Regions from separate parts of the Urocitellus parryii genome. Here regions 1 and 3 are each linked to region 2. A link is a contact called in public Hi-C data. All regions are on one chromosome and are shown on one strand. Each heading gives the region's core, a stretch centred on a gene start, on an enhancer-like site or on the middle of the called end of the contact. The rest is flanking DNA. Distances are from core to core; before and after follow the strand shown. Region 1 holds the start of Vcpkmt (valosin containing protein lysine methyltransferase). Region 2 holds the start of Nemf (nuclear export mediator factor). Region 3 holds the start of Dnaaf2 (dynein axonemal assembly factor 2).

Region 1 (4,787 bases), core at 715-3,214, 220 kb before region 2:
CACCAAGGCAGAATTCAAGCCCTCACCTACCAAAACTTCCACCAAAGACTTACAAGCGAGAGTTTTCACATCCCCCATTGTACAGACTGTCTATGGTAGAAAATGCAGAAACTCCTCAATGACCTTAGCCATATGTAGTCATTGACACTGGAATAGTATTTGTAAAGTTTTTTTTTTTAATTTATTCAAAAAGGCATAGTATTTTAGTTTTTTGGTTTTTATTTTTTGTTTTTACAAATAATGCTCTTACAGAAATGCTACTGATCAAATAAGCTTTTAAGAATTGGAAAGATAAAATACAAAAGTCCTTTACCAATATCCTCAGGTGATCAGTTGCATTGCCTTGTCTTGGATCCTCAGTGCTGCCAAAAGGCCAGTATAATGAATTTATATTTGCACTGTAGACTCTGCTAAAATATGGTTTAAAGTGACTTTGATTGCACTGAAAGGGGATAGTGCTTTTGTGGAATTTTTCAAATTTGAGTAATAGAGGCCTTTTTTAAGGTAATGAATTTACACAAATATAGAGGTGTATGGTGTTACTGATTTTTAAATCTCTTTGACCATCTTCTGGAAGGTTTTTACTTGTAGTTTTTACATCTAGGAGAATTGTGAATAACACCCACTGTTCTTAAATTCTTTAATGCCATGTCTTAAATGCCAGTATTTGCTGCTGAAGACAAAAATGAAATGTGGAATGAAAATAATAGAATGCACTGTGTATATTATTTTGTCAAAATGTAAACAAAGAATACATAACCCAATTATAGAGGAAAAAAAGGGCATGTATTTCATTCAGATGTGCCTTTTGTTTTTGCAGAGTATGGCGTCTTTAGCTAATAAGTTGCCTATTGTTTTGGAAAACAAAGTTAATATGCCATGTATGTACAGTTTTGTTTATATTGTATATTTAAAGATAATGTTAATAACCTATATAAATTTAAATGACTTGAGGTCTATAATACAATCTGCTACTTTACTAATTCATAGGTTCAGAGGAAAAGTTCTTATGGCATAGGAACCAACTGCCTTGCCTTCAAAACCTAGTGACTTTCTCTATAAATCTTGTGTTAACTGAAATTTTTTAAAAATATTTTTTTAGATTGGTAATATTTAAACCAGCAAATACTTAATGCTTTATTAAACTTTTTAATCAGAAGTGGGTAAAACTTTTATTTGCCATTTGGATACCTTCTCTCAAAGTGATGAAAATTATGTTATGTGATAGGCTGTAGCAGTGGTTGTAAAGTAGCCAAAAGCCACGTTCTTTATTTACTGGTCTGTGGCCTTTTACTGTGCTTTGTATCAGAGTTCTTAACAAGATTAATAAATCACCTCAGTCTTAATTTTTAAAAGACTTTTTAAAAAATGTGTTTTCATTGTAAAGAACAAGGGGATATTAGAGTACTGTAGATATATGTATGCACACATTGAGTTATTTCATGCAACTTAAAACTACATAATCCCAAATAATTTATATGATGTAAATTTTAGAGGGATTAAAAAAATTTTTAACTGGTAAATGCAAGCTGCAAGTTTCCAGCAATCCTTTTTATGCATTCATACGGAAAAACTAGGAGCACACTTGGAAACTTCCTGAGAAAGATAATAGACACCTTTGGTAGGCTCTGGGAAGCTGCCTGGATTTAAGGTAACTACAGTATGAGTCAATCTCTAACCACGTAAAAATGCTCCAGTGTTTGCTTTGTTTTTTCACAGAGCGGATTATATTAGTTTTATCTCGGAAAGTGACTTAAACTAGCTGTTCCTTAAGCCAGGCGCGTTTTACAGGAGAAGGAAGGGAAAAGGGCGGTTAGTGCTGGGTTACGCCCAAGGTGCTGCAGCCTTCTGGGCTTTGTTGACTTGCGCACGCGCGAGGTGCCAAGTCCGCCACTAGGAGGCGCGGGCCCCTCTCAAGGCTTGGCCTGTGAGCGGCGCACAAATGAGTCGTCACTAAGCAAGCTGCACCCTTTAGCTGGCAGAGATGGCGGCTGCTGTGGATTCGGTGGTGGAGGATCCGCTGCGGAGCTTTGTGAGAGTTCTGGAGAAGCGGGATGGGACAGCCCTACGACTGCAGCAGTATGACTCCGGTGGTGTGGGTTGCGTTGTTTGGGACGCTGCCATTGTGCTCTCTAAATACTTGGAAACGCCGGGGTTTTCCGGAGACGGGGCCCATGTGTTGAGCCGGCGGTCGGTGCTGGAGTTGGGCTCAGGCACGGGGGCGGTGGGACTCATGGCTGCTACCCTCGGGTAAGAATTGAAGGGAGGGGACACCGCTTTGCTTTGAAACTCATATTGCCAGTTACCCACCATGTGCCTACCCCTCAATCAATGTTATTTTATAGGGCAGATGTTGTGGTCACCGATCTTGAGGAATTGCAAGACTTGCTGAAGATGAATATTAATATGAACAAACATCTTGTCACTGGTTCTGTTCAAGCCAAGGTACTGAAATGGTTTGTATGGCCTTTCAGCTTGTTTTAAAATAACAATTCATAGTTTGTTTTAAATTGCATCTCATTAAAGCCATGATAATACGAAATGAACTTATTGGCTCTTGCTTATAAAGCAAGAGTATTTTAAATTATTAACAGTTTAAAATACTTGTTTGACATTTTGAAGGGGGGAAGAAATAGAAGACTTTCCTTCTCCACCAGACTACATACTGATGGCTGACTGCATATACTACGAGGAGGTAAATGTTCAGTGAGTGAAATCTCTCTAATCTATTAACTGTTTTTTGTATTCTGAAACTACATTTCTTCACATTTTAACATCTCTGAATTCAGGATATTTGTCTATGGTTGATAGATGGTTGTAGCAAAAATAAAACAAAAGTCACAAGAGACTATGTATATACATTCATATATACCTACAAATCATGTTTAGAAGAGTGTTATATGCATTTTATTAGAGGCTTCTTCAAAAGTTTTAAAGGATTTTACCACTTGGATCTGTTATGAAAAGCTATGATAACCTTTTTTTTTAAAAAAAAAAAAAAAAGGGCTGGGGATGTGGCTCAAGCGGTAGTGCGTTTGCCTGGCATGCGTGCGGCCCGGGTTCGATCCTCAGCACCACATACCAACAAAGATGTTGTGTCCGCCAGAAACTAAAAAATAAATATTAAAAATTAAAAAAAAAAAAAAAAAACCTTTCTTGGGCGTGGCAGACATTAGGGGGCTGGAGATCAAATCCAGGGCCTTACACATGTGAGTGCTCTACTACTGAGCTACATCCCCAGCCCTAAAATCACCCCTTAGCCTCCCACCCCTGCCCTTAGTTGTTCCCAATGAAATGTTTAACCAGGAGAATTAAGTTGCATTTTTTAAAAAATTCATGGTTTTGTGGCAAGATTTACTAGACCAAATATTTTTCTTTTCTTTTTTTGGAACTAGGGATTGAACTAAGGGGCACATGACCAACTAAGCCATATTCCCAGCCCTATTTTGTATTTTATTTAGAGACAGGGTCTCATTGAGTTGCTTAGCTCCTTGCTATTGCTGAGGCTGGCTTTGAACCCAGGATCCTTTTGTCTCAATCTCCCAAACTGCTGGGATTACAGGCATATGCCACTGCAATATTTTTCTTTAAATATTGGTGTATGATAGCATTGTGGGTATCATTTATATTTAAAATAATGAGCATTGAGCCAACCCATGTTCAAGTTAAGTTGATGGACTTTATTTTATTCATTTATTTTGATGCGGTGCTGAGAATCGAACCCAGTGCCTCATACATGCTAAGCAAGTGCTCTACCACTGAGCCACCACCCAGGCCAATAATTAATTATTAAGAGGAGTTTACCAATCATTGTTAGAAAACGTTAACTACATGTACTTTGTTGTATTGATTAAAAAATGAATAATAGGGGAATTAATCCTTTTACTTCCCTAACCTCCTCTTAATAGAAAATTTTTGAAGTCATGAAATACGTTTTTCTATTATAGTCTTTGGAACCATTGCTGAAAACACTGAAAGATCTCAGTGGATCTGAAACTTGTATCATATGTTGCTATGAACAACGTACAATGGGGAAAAATCCAGAAATTGAGAAAAAATATTTTGAGGTAAGGACTATAAAAGATCTATCTTTGTAGTGAGTACCCTTCAGGGAGGCTATATGTGACTAATCTAGTATTTTATGGCAATTTTGGAGGTTTGGACAATCTGTTTGTATGAATCCAGCCAGTAGGGAACTCTTTAAAATCCACTATTCCACAAAGCCTACCCCCATTTTCTATTCTCATCCTTTATTTTTTGTCTAATTAGTTGATACTGTATCTACAGAACCGTGTAAAATAATAATGGTGACACTGTCTTTTCTGAGAAAGTTCTTAATATTTCTTAATTGTTGGCTTTGGGGAACATATCAGTGATACATATATTGCTTTTAGAGAATTCATGATAGAGGGGCTGGGGTTGTGGCTCAGTGGTAGAGTGCTCGCCTAGCATGCATGAGGCACTGGGTTCCATCCTCAGCACCATATTAAAATAAAGATATTGTGTGCACCTAAAACTTAAGAATAAATATTTTTAAAAAGAGAATTCATGATAGAAATGAGGAGGTGATAAATTTGTACTTCTCTGTTTTTCTCTACATTTTTATGAAACCTCTGACCTACATACCTGTTTTTAGGGACTTAATTAATAGTCAGAAAGATTCACAGGAAGTTGCAAATGTAATACATAGCTATTTTTGGTACAGGGGATTGAACTCAGGGGCACTCAACCACTGAGCCACATCCACAGCCCTGTTATGTATTTTATTTAGAGATAGGGTCTCATTG
Region 2 (4,505 bases), core at 42-2,541:
ACTATAATTCTTGGGTTATTCTGAATCTATACCACACCCTTTCATCTTAAGTGTCACTTTCTAAGGGTAGGGAGTCTAGTTGCGGAGATGTGTGGCCCTCAGACTCAGCCCAGGCGCTTTCTGCTCTATGCCTGGAGGCTAGGGCAGAGGTATCTTTTTACCCCAGGAGTTGTGCGCTATGCATGGTGACCGCCCAGGAGCTGGGGGCCCTCAGGTTGCCTAAGGAGGTGAACCATCGCAAGTCAGAAACACCTGTAACCCAGCGACTCTGGAGCAGGAGGATTGCAAGTTCAAAGCCAGCCTCAGCAACTTAGCAAGGCCCTGAACAATTTAGGGAAACCCTGTCTGGGGGGAATCAAATGGGCTGGGGATGCGGTTCAGTGGTTAAGTTCAATCACCAGGAACAAAATAAACAAATAAAAACTCCTGTGCTGATCAACAGTGGGATTGCAGTGGTCAATAGCAACTGCGGCTCAACTTAGGCAACATAGTGAGACCCAGGGTCTTTTGAGTTCTCAATTAAAGTGGTCTTTCTTCCCATGAATTTACCCTAAGACAACCAAAACTTGCCTATTTATATTTTTTTTTTTGCATGACTATTAATTTCACACATTGTTTCATCCTCCATCCCCCACAAAGTGAGAAATCTTATTTTTAGGTTTATCTTACTTCATCATTATCTAGTGAAACACTTGACTATTCAGGGTAACGAGAATTCATGAAGCCCCAGTTGTATACCAGATTCTACACCGAGTCTCGGGGATACCGAGACCAGGGTTGGATGAGGCAAAATGCTCTGTCGCAGAGCAGTACCCATGAAAATAGTAACTTCTCTTTCAGGCTTCTCCTCGATCATGGAAGACAATTTTAGGATGAATGAAACAGTTCGGCTTCCTTACATTTACAAATTCGACACGTTTAAGTAATCCAGGGTCATTGCTCTTCTATACTGAGCCCTATCGTCTACCGGGGGGAATTCTCCCGATATTCCCCTTAAAAATTGTTATGACCAGCAGGAGTCACTATGGAGGCTGGATTGAGTTCCCAAACCAGGGGACAGGGTAACCAGAGTGGCCCGTAAATGTTCGAGGAAGGGATGCAGATTTATGAGAACAGTTTGTATCTATTTATTTCGAATTGTCTTGGTGTAACAAAAAGCGAGTCGATTGTAATTTAATAGTTAATTCTTCAGACAAATACGCAAACGGGTTCCCTTCAATGAATATTGGATCCTCAGGGCGACCGTAGGTCTCCTTCAAGTGCGCCTGCGCGGAAGAGTAGCGGCGTCGAGTCAGGCTGGCAGCGGAGAAAACTGCGGTAGCGACACTCAACGCCTCGCCATGAAGACGCGCTTTAGCACGATTGACCTCCGTGCCGTATTGGCGGAGCTGAATGCTAGGTACGGTCCTGTAGGTGGCTAGGCTCCTGCTAGAACTGCAGGAAGCAGATCAGGGGCCCCACGTTGAAAACAAGACCAGCCTGATGTGTCCCCTTATTGCCTTCCAGTCTGTTCTGTGGACCTGGTTAGGCCCGGGTGGGCTTGCGCGTGGCGTCTTTGCTGCTGCCCTCAGGACACCCGGGAGGCCCCAGGGACCGCGGACCCCTTCTCCAGCCCTCTGCGCCCTGTTTTTGTCCCGCAATTGCGGCGCTCTCGCCTTGTCGACCCTGGTCTGGCAGCAAATGTTTGGAATAACCGGAGACGCCAGTTGGTCCTCTGTTTTTGGTTTCCAGACCGGAGGCCTGGTTTCCTCAACAGCCCTCACGCCAGAGAAAGCTAACCTTGCTGTTTCAACTGGCATTGGCAGATATGGACTGAGACCTGGATTCTGGTCTTGTTTCGTATTATTCATCTGAGTGACCTTTGTCATACTTCCGGGGGCCTCGTTTGTCTTTTTTCTCTTTTTGTCATAAATTGGTTACATTTTACTATACCCCCCGCCCCAAAGGAGTGAGTTATTTCAAAGACGCGAGGCATTTTATGATGTTCCCAGGGCTGACAGACCACTTCTGTGCTTAAGTGGTTACGCTTTAAGTTTCGGACAGAATGCCTTAATGGTCTCTGGACTCCCACTTTGATAAAGCTGAAGAGTTCCTGTTTTGCAGCTTTAATTAAACTGTGCGTAGTTTTATGTTTCAAACAATAGTGTGTTTTGTTACATGTTTCTTTTGTCTTTTCAGCTTGCTAGGAATGAGAGTAAACAATGTTTATGATGTGGATAATAAGACATATCTTATTCGTCTTCAAAAGTAAGAAAATTTTATAGGTTTGTTTTCTCTTTGGTAATTATGAGATTTTTGATTTTCTTATCCACATTTTAAATCTGTTTTATAGAGTAAACTTTGGCAAATTCCCTTAAAAATTTGACCTTTTTTCTTCTATAGACCAGACTTTAAAGCAACACTTTTACTTGAATCTGGCATACGGATTCACACAACAGAATTTGAATGGCCAAAGAATATGATGCCATCTAGTTTTGCCATGAAGGTAAATTTTAAGTTATGTTGGGAGCTAAATTTTAAGGACTTGATAACTAACAATTGAGTTTTTAAACTGTTTGGGTTTTCTATGCTGTTATGAATAAAACACAGATAAAGGTAGAGGGAATAGTTAATAGGTAATGGGATGAATAAAGTAGGTGTTTATTGATTTCTCCCTGTTATCTTACAAGTCTTTTTTCTGTTTCCACAATCAAGTTCCAGTTCAGTCTTTATCCCAACCAACTGTATAGCCCCTTAACTGTACTCCTCCTCTCTCCTTCAAAACAATTCTCTTAGACAACATTAATTTTCTTATTTTAGGAGGGTACTAAGATTGAAGTCAGGGGTACTCAACTACTGAGCCACATCCCCAGCCCTGTTTTGTATTTTATTTAGAGACAGGATCTCATTCAGTTGCTTAGTGCCTTGCCTTGCTGAGGCTGGCTTTGAACTTGCCATTCTCCCGTTTCAGCCTCCTAAACTGCTGGGATTACAGGTGTGTACCGCTGTAGCATGCTAGACATTTTCATTAGTTATTTCACCTGATATGATGCTCTAATTTCTGAATTCATACCCAGTATCCTGACATTGTTGGCTTTCTATGATCAGCCCCTCCCCATTTTTTCCCCCTAGTCTTATCACCTAGAGCTCACCTTTGTGGACTGTATCCCTCTTCCCGATCTGTATTTTGGTAGAATACTTAATGATATTAATATGTTATCAAGGTGCTGGGGTTGTGGCTTAGTGGTAGAGCACTGGCCTAGCACTCGCTTAGCATGTGTGAGGCACTGGGTTTGATCCCTAGCACCACATAAAAATAAATAAACAAAGGTGTCATGTCCATCTACAACTAAAAATTAAAAAAAAAAAAAGTTACCAAGTCATTAAATCTTGTTATTTTTTCATTTCTCTCTTTGTTTTTGGTTTTAGTATTAAAATTGAGATTTTTACGTTTGTGGGCATGTGACCCTTTTTGTGTATGTGGGGGGAAGATGGGGAGCATTATGGATTGAACCGTTGCACATGCTATGCAAGCACTAAGCTACACCCTTACTCTTTATTTTATTTTGGAACAGGGTCTTGCCAAATTGCCCAGACTGACCTGAAACTTGTGATTCTCCTGCCTAAGCTTACCAAGTAGCTAGGATTGATTACAGGCATACACAACCATGCCTGACATATTACCCATGATACAACGATATATTAAAAATTCATGTGATATATAGAAGACTGACTTTTTAGTTAGATATACCTAAACTTGAATTAATTAATTTGCCACTAAATATTTTTTTAACCTGTAAAACTTATTTAACCTTTCAGAACTTAGTTTATTTAAGTGTAAAATGTGGTTAGTAACTCCCTCAGAGTTATTGATGAAAATTAATTGAAGTAACAGGTAAAGTATCTAACACAATGCTTGACACGTATTAGAGTTGCATATGTGTTAATTTCCTTCTTCTCCCCTGTTCTTTAGAAATTTGTTATGGCATTGTATTATTTCAGTAGAGACTATAGAGAAGAACTTTACCCCCAGCAACTTAGAATTTGTTTTTGATTAAAGATTAGGTGTTTCCCATTTTATAAGAGCTTTCACAAAGTTATTAAATTATTAAAGTTTATTTTATGTATTTATTTATTTATGGGGGGTACTGGGGATGGAACCCCAGTACCAGCTACATTCTCAGCCCTTTTTTATTTTATTTATTTATTTATTTTTTTTTTTAAGAGACAGTGAGAGAGAGGGAGAGAGAGAGAGAATTTTAATATTTATTTTTTAGTTCTTGGTGGACACAACATCTTTGTTTGTATGTGGTGCTGAGGATCGAACCCGGGCCGCATGCATGCCAGATGAGCACGCTACCGCTTGAGCCACATCCCCAGTCCCCTTTATTTTATTTTATTTTATTTTTGAGACAGGGTTTCACTGAGTTGCTGGCCTACAACTTTTAATTTTCCTGACGCAGTCTCCCAAGTCTCTGGAATTAAAGACATGCACCAGCAGGCCCAGCTATTGACATTTAGTTTAC
Region 3 (4,535 bases), core at 1,131-3,630, 170 kb after region 2:
ATTTAAAAACTAAAACTAAAACTAACGTTAGCTTATCAGTGGAATAAAGGCACTTTTAATTTACCAAAACAAAAAACATCTGAAGTTAATTTTGGTATTAGTCACTATTTTTTTTTCCCCACTCTTTTGTTATTACCTTGATACCAGTGAGCATACCCAAGAATTACTTAGTGTAAATCAAATTAAATTAAATCACCTTTGAAACATCAAAATTCTGGACAAGTCTGACCTTAGTAAAGGTATTTTAAAACATAAATACAACATACTATTTAAATGCATCAAGTTACAAACTGGTTGTTGGATATAACAGCCTTGAGTTTCTGGCTCCTTCAAAGTTTTATGTGAAATTATGTGTGGGGACAGGCTTGTGTGTATGTGTTGGGTCCATAATTCTCATCGGAGTCTCATTTCGCTGGCTCTCTTCCTTGTCAAATTTCTTAATGTGTTTTTTTTTTTTTCTGTGCATTTTTTTTTCCCTGCAGAGATATTTTGGGAATCACTGTCTATATAATAAACTTGCTTTTTTCTTCACTGTGCTGTATTTATTCATTAAATGAGTACCTAACATGTTCTAGGTCCTAGAGAATCCAGTGGAATACCGGAAAGGCAAAGTCCTAGATTTCATCTTGCTTACCTTCAAATAAATAGAGCCAGACCCTAGAAGAAAACACCAACTACAAAACCATGGTGAAGATTAAAAAAATGTGGGCAACTGTAACTGAATGGCAGTACAGGATGAGGTTAAAGAAGAATCAAGGATTACTTAGGTTTTGGTGTTAAATAGCTAGGATAATATTAGTTGCTGAGACTGGGAGAATAACAGGTTTGAGAGGAGAAAATCAAGTTTTGTTCTGCTCATGTTAATTTGAGATGCCTACTGAACATCCAGGTAGAAAAATCTCTTAGGGATCAGTGGTCAGATAGGACTGAAGATGTGTCGGTGTCACTGAAGTTCCATGAGGGCAAATATTTTTGTTTTTATAAACAATTTGTTAAACTTTTAAATTAATATATGAGATACACAAAGTCCCCTATTATCATTGGACACCTCAATGAGTTTTAACAAACTGCACAGCCAATTTAACAATATAACAAGATTGATACAGTCCTACCCCAGAAATTCCCCCTTTTTCCTTCTTGTGACAACACTCCATCCCCCTCAAAAGGGAACTCACTAGATCTTTTTAAATTTTTTTCTGTTAATGTTATTGATTGACATAGTTATGTAGCCTGACTTCTAACAATGAGATTTGTTTAGCCAAATTTTGTCTAATAGATAATGGAGTCAAGCCATCTGTATTATTTTACATTGTTTCAATATATTATGTTAGTGATACTCATCCAAGATTATTAGTTGCATGACATCCTTGCAGCACAATGATTTTTTTGTGCCAGTGCCTAGAACAGTGACTTACTTTCCTATGTAGTAGGTGCAATAACTGCATAAATAACCTGTTCAAAGAACTAATCTGAACATAGATGCCATTTAAAAGCATGAGCCTCAATAAGATCATCTTGGAAGATATGTGACTAGATAAGAGGACTGATAAACAAGCACATTTAGAGAACTGGCAGAAGAGGGACAAGTGAAGGAAAATAGAGAGCTTGGAGTTCTATACACCAAGAGAAAAATGTGTTCCAAACGGGAATAGTAAGCTGCTTTGAATGCTGCTGAGAGATCAAGGCCTAGGTTTGGGAAAGAAAAGGAGTTAGGAATTCTATTTTTGGTCATTTCAAACCTGAGAGACCTAAGGATTACTTGTTCAAATGGAGAACTCAAATTTGAGCAGCTGGATAAAAGGAGTCTATAGAGTTAGAACCAGAAATATAAGTTTGGTATTTGTAAGCATACATATATTTGTGGAGCAAGTATAGGTGGAGAAAAAATAGGGTCCCAGCCTGGGGCATCTCTACTTAGAAACTGAACAGAATAAACTTGCAAAACAGACTATGAAAGCATATAAGGTAGGAGAAAAATCTAGAAAGGGTCTTATCACTGGGGTAATGCCAACATCTGTTGTGTTAAATGTTGCCGAGAATAGAAAAATGATAGGCCAGCTACCAATGAATAAATAACTACCCGTCAATAAATACACTTTGAGGCTGGAAGTGTATGTAGCTCAGTGGTAGATCCTATGCTATAGGGATGAGACCCTTGGTTCAATCTCCAGCACCTAAGAGGGAGGAGGGATTTCTACAAGATACTTTACAATGGCCACATAAACTCCCTTATATGTCTCTGCCAAAATCTGTTTCATCAGTTATTTGTTGAACTATTAGATTCTTCCCAAACTTTTAGAATCATACTATTTTAATAAGTATTGGGTCAATTATTCCATGGGTATATGGGCTTAAAAAAAAAAAAAAGCACACTTAAAATTCTACTCCCACCCTGAGGAGAACAATAATCATGAAAGCTTTGCCATTTTGATAGGTGACACATGGCATCTTAAATTTTGCATTATTTTAAAAATTTTCTTTAGTTGTAGCCGGTTGCGATGACACCCACGCCTGTAATCCAAGCGGCTTGGAAGGCTGAGGCAGGAGGATCAAGAGTTCAAAGCCAGCCCTAGCAATTTAGCAAGACGCTGTCTCAAAGAACAAATAACAAAGGGCTAGGGCTGGGGATGTGACTCAGTGATCAAGTGCCCCTGAGTTCAATTCCTGTTACCAAAAATGGGCATAATATCTTTATTTTATTTACTTTTAAATAAAAGTGGGTGAGAACCTAGGCCAGTGCTCTACCACTGAACTACAGCTTTACATTTTACATTCATTGGCATATTTGTTTATGAATACCCTGCCCTTATCTTTTGCTCTAAATGAGCTTTTACTGGGTAAACTGTATGGCAGATTATCCAGAAGATAAAAAGGAGGAAAACTAAGATTGAAATGTTTTAGTAAAGTGAAAAAACACATGTAAGTCAGGTTAAAAATCACAGCTTGTGAACACACTGGCTGTGCAACCTTGATCAGGTAACTTCTCATGTCTCTCGTTTGTGAAAATTTTAACTTAAAAGTCAACAATGAATGAGATCTTGTACACAATACTGGCAATTATGACAATTTTACCATAGACAGCAGAAGTAAATGCATCTTGGCATAAGCATCTAAAAAACGGCAAGTAGTTGCTTGTTTTGAAGAAATAATGAGGCCGTTTCTGGCACCTCCAGCTGATTGCTGCTGCTCCTTCCGGGTGTCAGTGGGGGTTACCGTGGCAACCAGCACGCGCTGCTCAAGGCTCAATCCTGCGGCCGTTACCGACCTCAGCCCTTTCGCTCTCCGCGTACCAGAGACTCTGCGGGGCACCCTGCCCAACCAGTCTTGGACTGATCACCCCTGGGGTGAGGGCGAGGAGCTGCGGGGCAGCATGGCCAAAGCGGCAGCCTCCTCGGCGCTGGAGGATTTGGACCTGAGCGGAGAGGAGGTCCAGCGGCTCACCTCCGCCTTCCAGGATCCGGAGTTCCGGCGAATGTTCTCCGAGTACGCCGAGGAGCTCAATGACCCAGAAAACCGGAGGCGCTACGAGGAAGAGATCACCGCACTGGAGCGTGAGCGCGGAGTGGAGGTGCGGTTCGTGCACCCGGAGCCAGGCCACGTGCTGCGTACCAGCCTGGACGGGGCTCTGCGCTGCTTCGTGAATGTATGCAGCAACGACCTGGTGGGCGCGCCCAGCAGCCGGCCAGGCCCGGGGGACGGCGGTGGCGCGGCGATGGGTAGCCACTGGTCCCTGCCGTACAGCTTGGCGCCTGGCAGAGAGTACGCGGGGCGCAGCGGCACCCGCTACAAGGTTTACGATGTGGTGTTCCACCCAGAAACGCTGGCGCTGGCCCGGCGCAACAAGCGCTTCTGTCAGATGCTGGACGCCACGGCCCTGGAGGCAGTCGAGAAGCAGTTCGGCGTCAAGCTGGACCGCAGGAACGCCAAGACCCTGAAGACTAAATATAAGGGGACCCCAGAGGCTGCCGTGCTGCGCACGCCCCTTCCGGGGAGCGTCCGGGCCCCACCCAACAGGAAGGAGGATCCTCTCTCAGATTTTCCCTATCCCTACCGGTACCCAGCGACAGCCCAGAGCTCCGTCGGCCCGGGGCCCCAGGTTCCCAAACCTGCGCCGGAGACTCAGCAGCCCGCCCCCACCGAGCCCCGCTGCAGCGTGGTGCAGCGCCACCACGTGGACCTTCAGGATTACCGGTGCTCCCGGGACTCGGCCCCGAGCTCGGTGCCGCACGAGCTGGTGGTCACCATCGAGCTGCCGCTGCTGCGCTCAGCTGAACAGGCGGCGCTGGAAGTGACGGGAAAGCTGTTGTGTCTTGACTCGAGGAACCCCGACTACCGGCTGCGGTTCTCGCTCCCCTACCCGGTGGACGACAGCCGTGGCAAGGCGCAGTTCAACAAGGCCCGGCGGCAGCTGGTGGTCACGCTACCAGTGGCGCCATTCGCGCGCCGCGGGCCCCCTGCGGCGCCGGAAGAGTCGGGGGGCCAGTCCGGAACTGATGGCGTGGCCTGCGCTTCCGCTAGCGTGGGGAAAGCGGGCC

Evidence for each region. A called contact is a pair of places that touch in the nucleus more often than the background predicts.
Region 1: a Hi-C map of liver shows a contact between it and region 2, with 5 times the contacts expected there. The contact joins the promoter of Vcpkmt here to the promoter of Nemf in region 2. A contact is called at or near these places in 2 of 2 Hi-C or Micro-C datasets (liver and muscle).
Region 3: a Hi-C map of liver shows a contact between it and region 2, with 8 times the contacts expected there. The contact joins the promoter of Dnaaf2 here to the promoter of Nemf in region 2. A contact is called at or near these places in 2 of 2 Hi-C or Micro-C datasets (liver and muscle).

Annotation. Positions count from the first base shown.
Region 1 is chr6:60,356,397-60,361,183 of mUroPar1.hap1, reverse strand. Vcpkmt (valosin containing protein lysine methyltransferase) reads left to right here and starts at 1,964. Exons shown (of 6, transcript XM_077799852.1): 1 at 1,964-2,250; 2 at 2,346-2,456; 3 at 2,623-2,695; 4 at 3,948-4,067. The coding sequence starts at 1,985. Sos2 (SOS Ras/Rho guanine nucleotide exchange factor 2) reads left to right here. Exons shown (of 23, transcript XM_026391068.2): 23 at 1-1,459. The coding sequence ends at 122.
Region 2 is chr6:60,135,570-60,140,074 of mUroPar1.hap1, reverse strand. It overlaps Nemf (nuclear export mediator factor), which reads left to right and starts at 1,291. Exons shown (of 33, transcript XM_077800246.1): 1 at 1,291-1,399; 2 at 2,179-2,247; 3 at 2,383-2,485. The coding sequence starts at 1,341.
Region 3 is chr6:59,966,843-59,971,377 of mUroPar1.hap1, reverse strand. It overlaps Dnaaf2 (dynein axonemal assembly factor 2), which reads left to right and starts at 2,380. Exons shown (of 3, transcript XM_026391088.2): 1 at 2,380-4,535. The coding sequence starts at 3,149.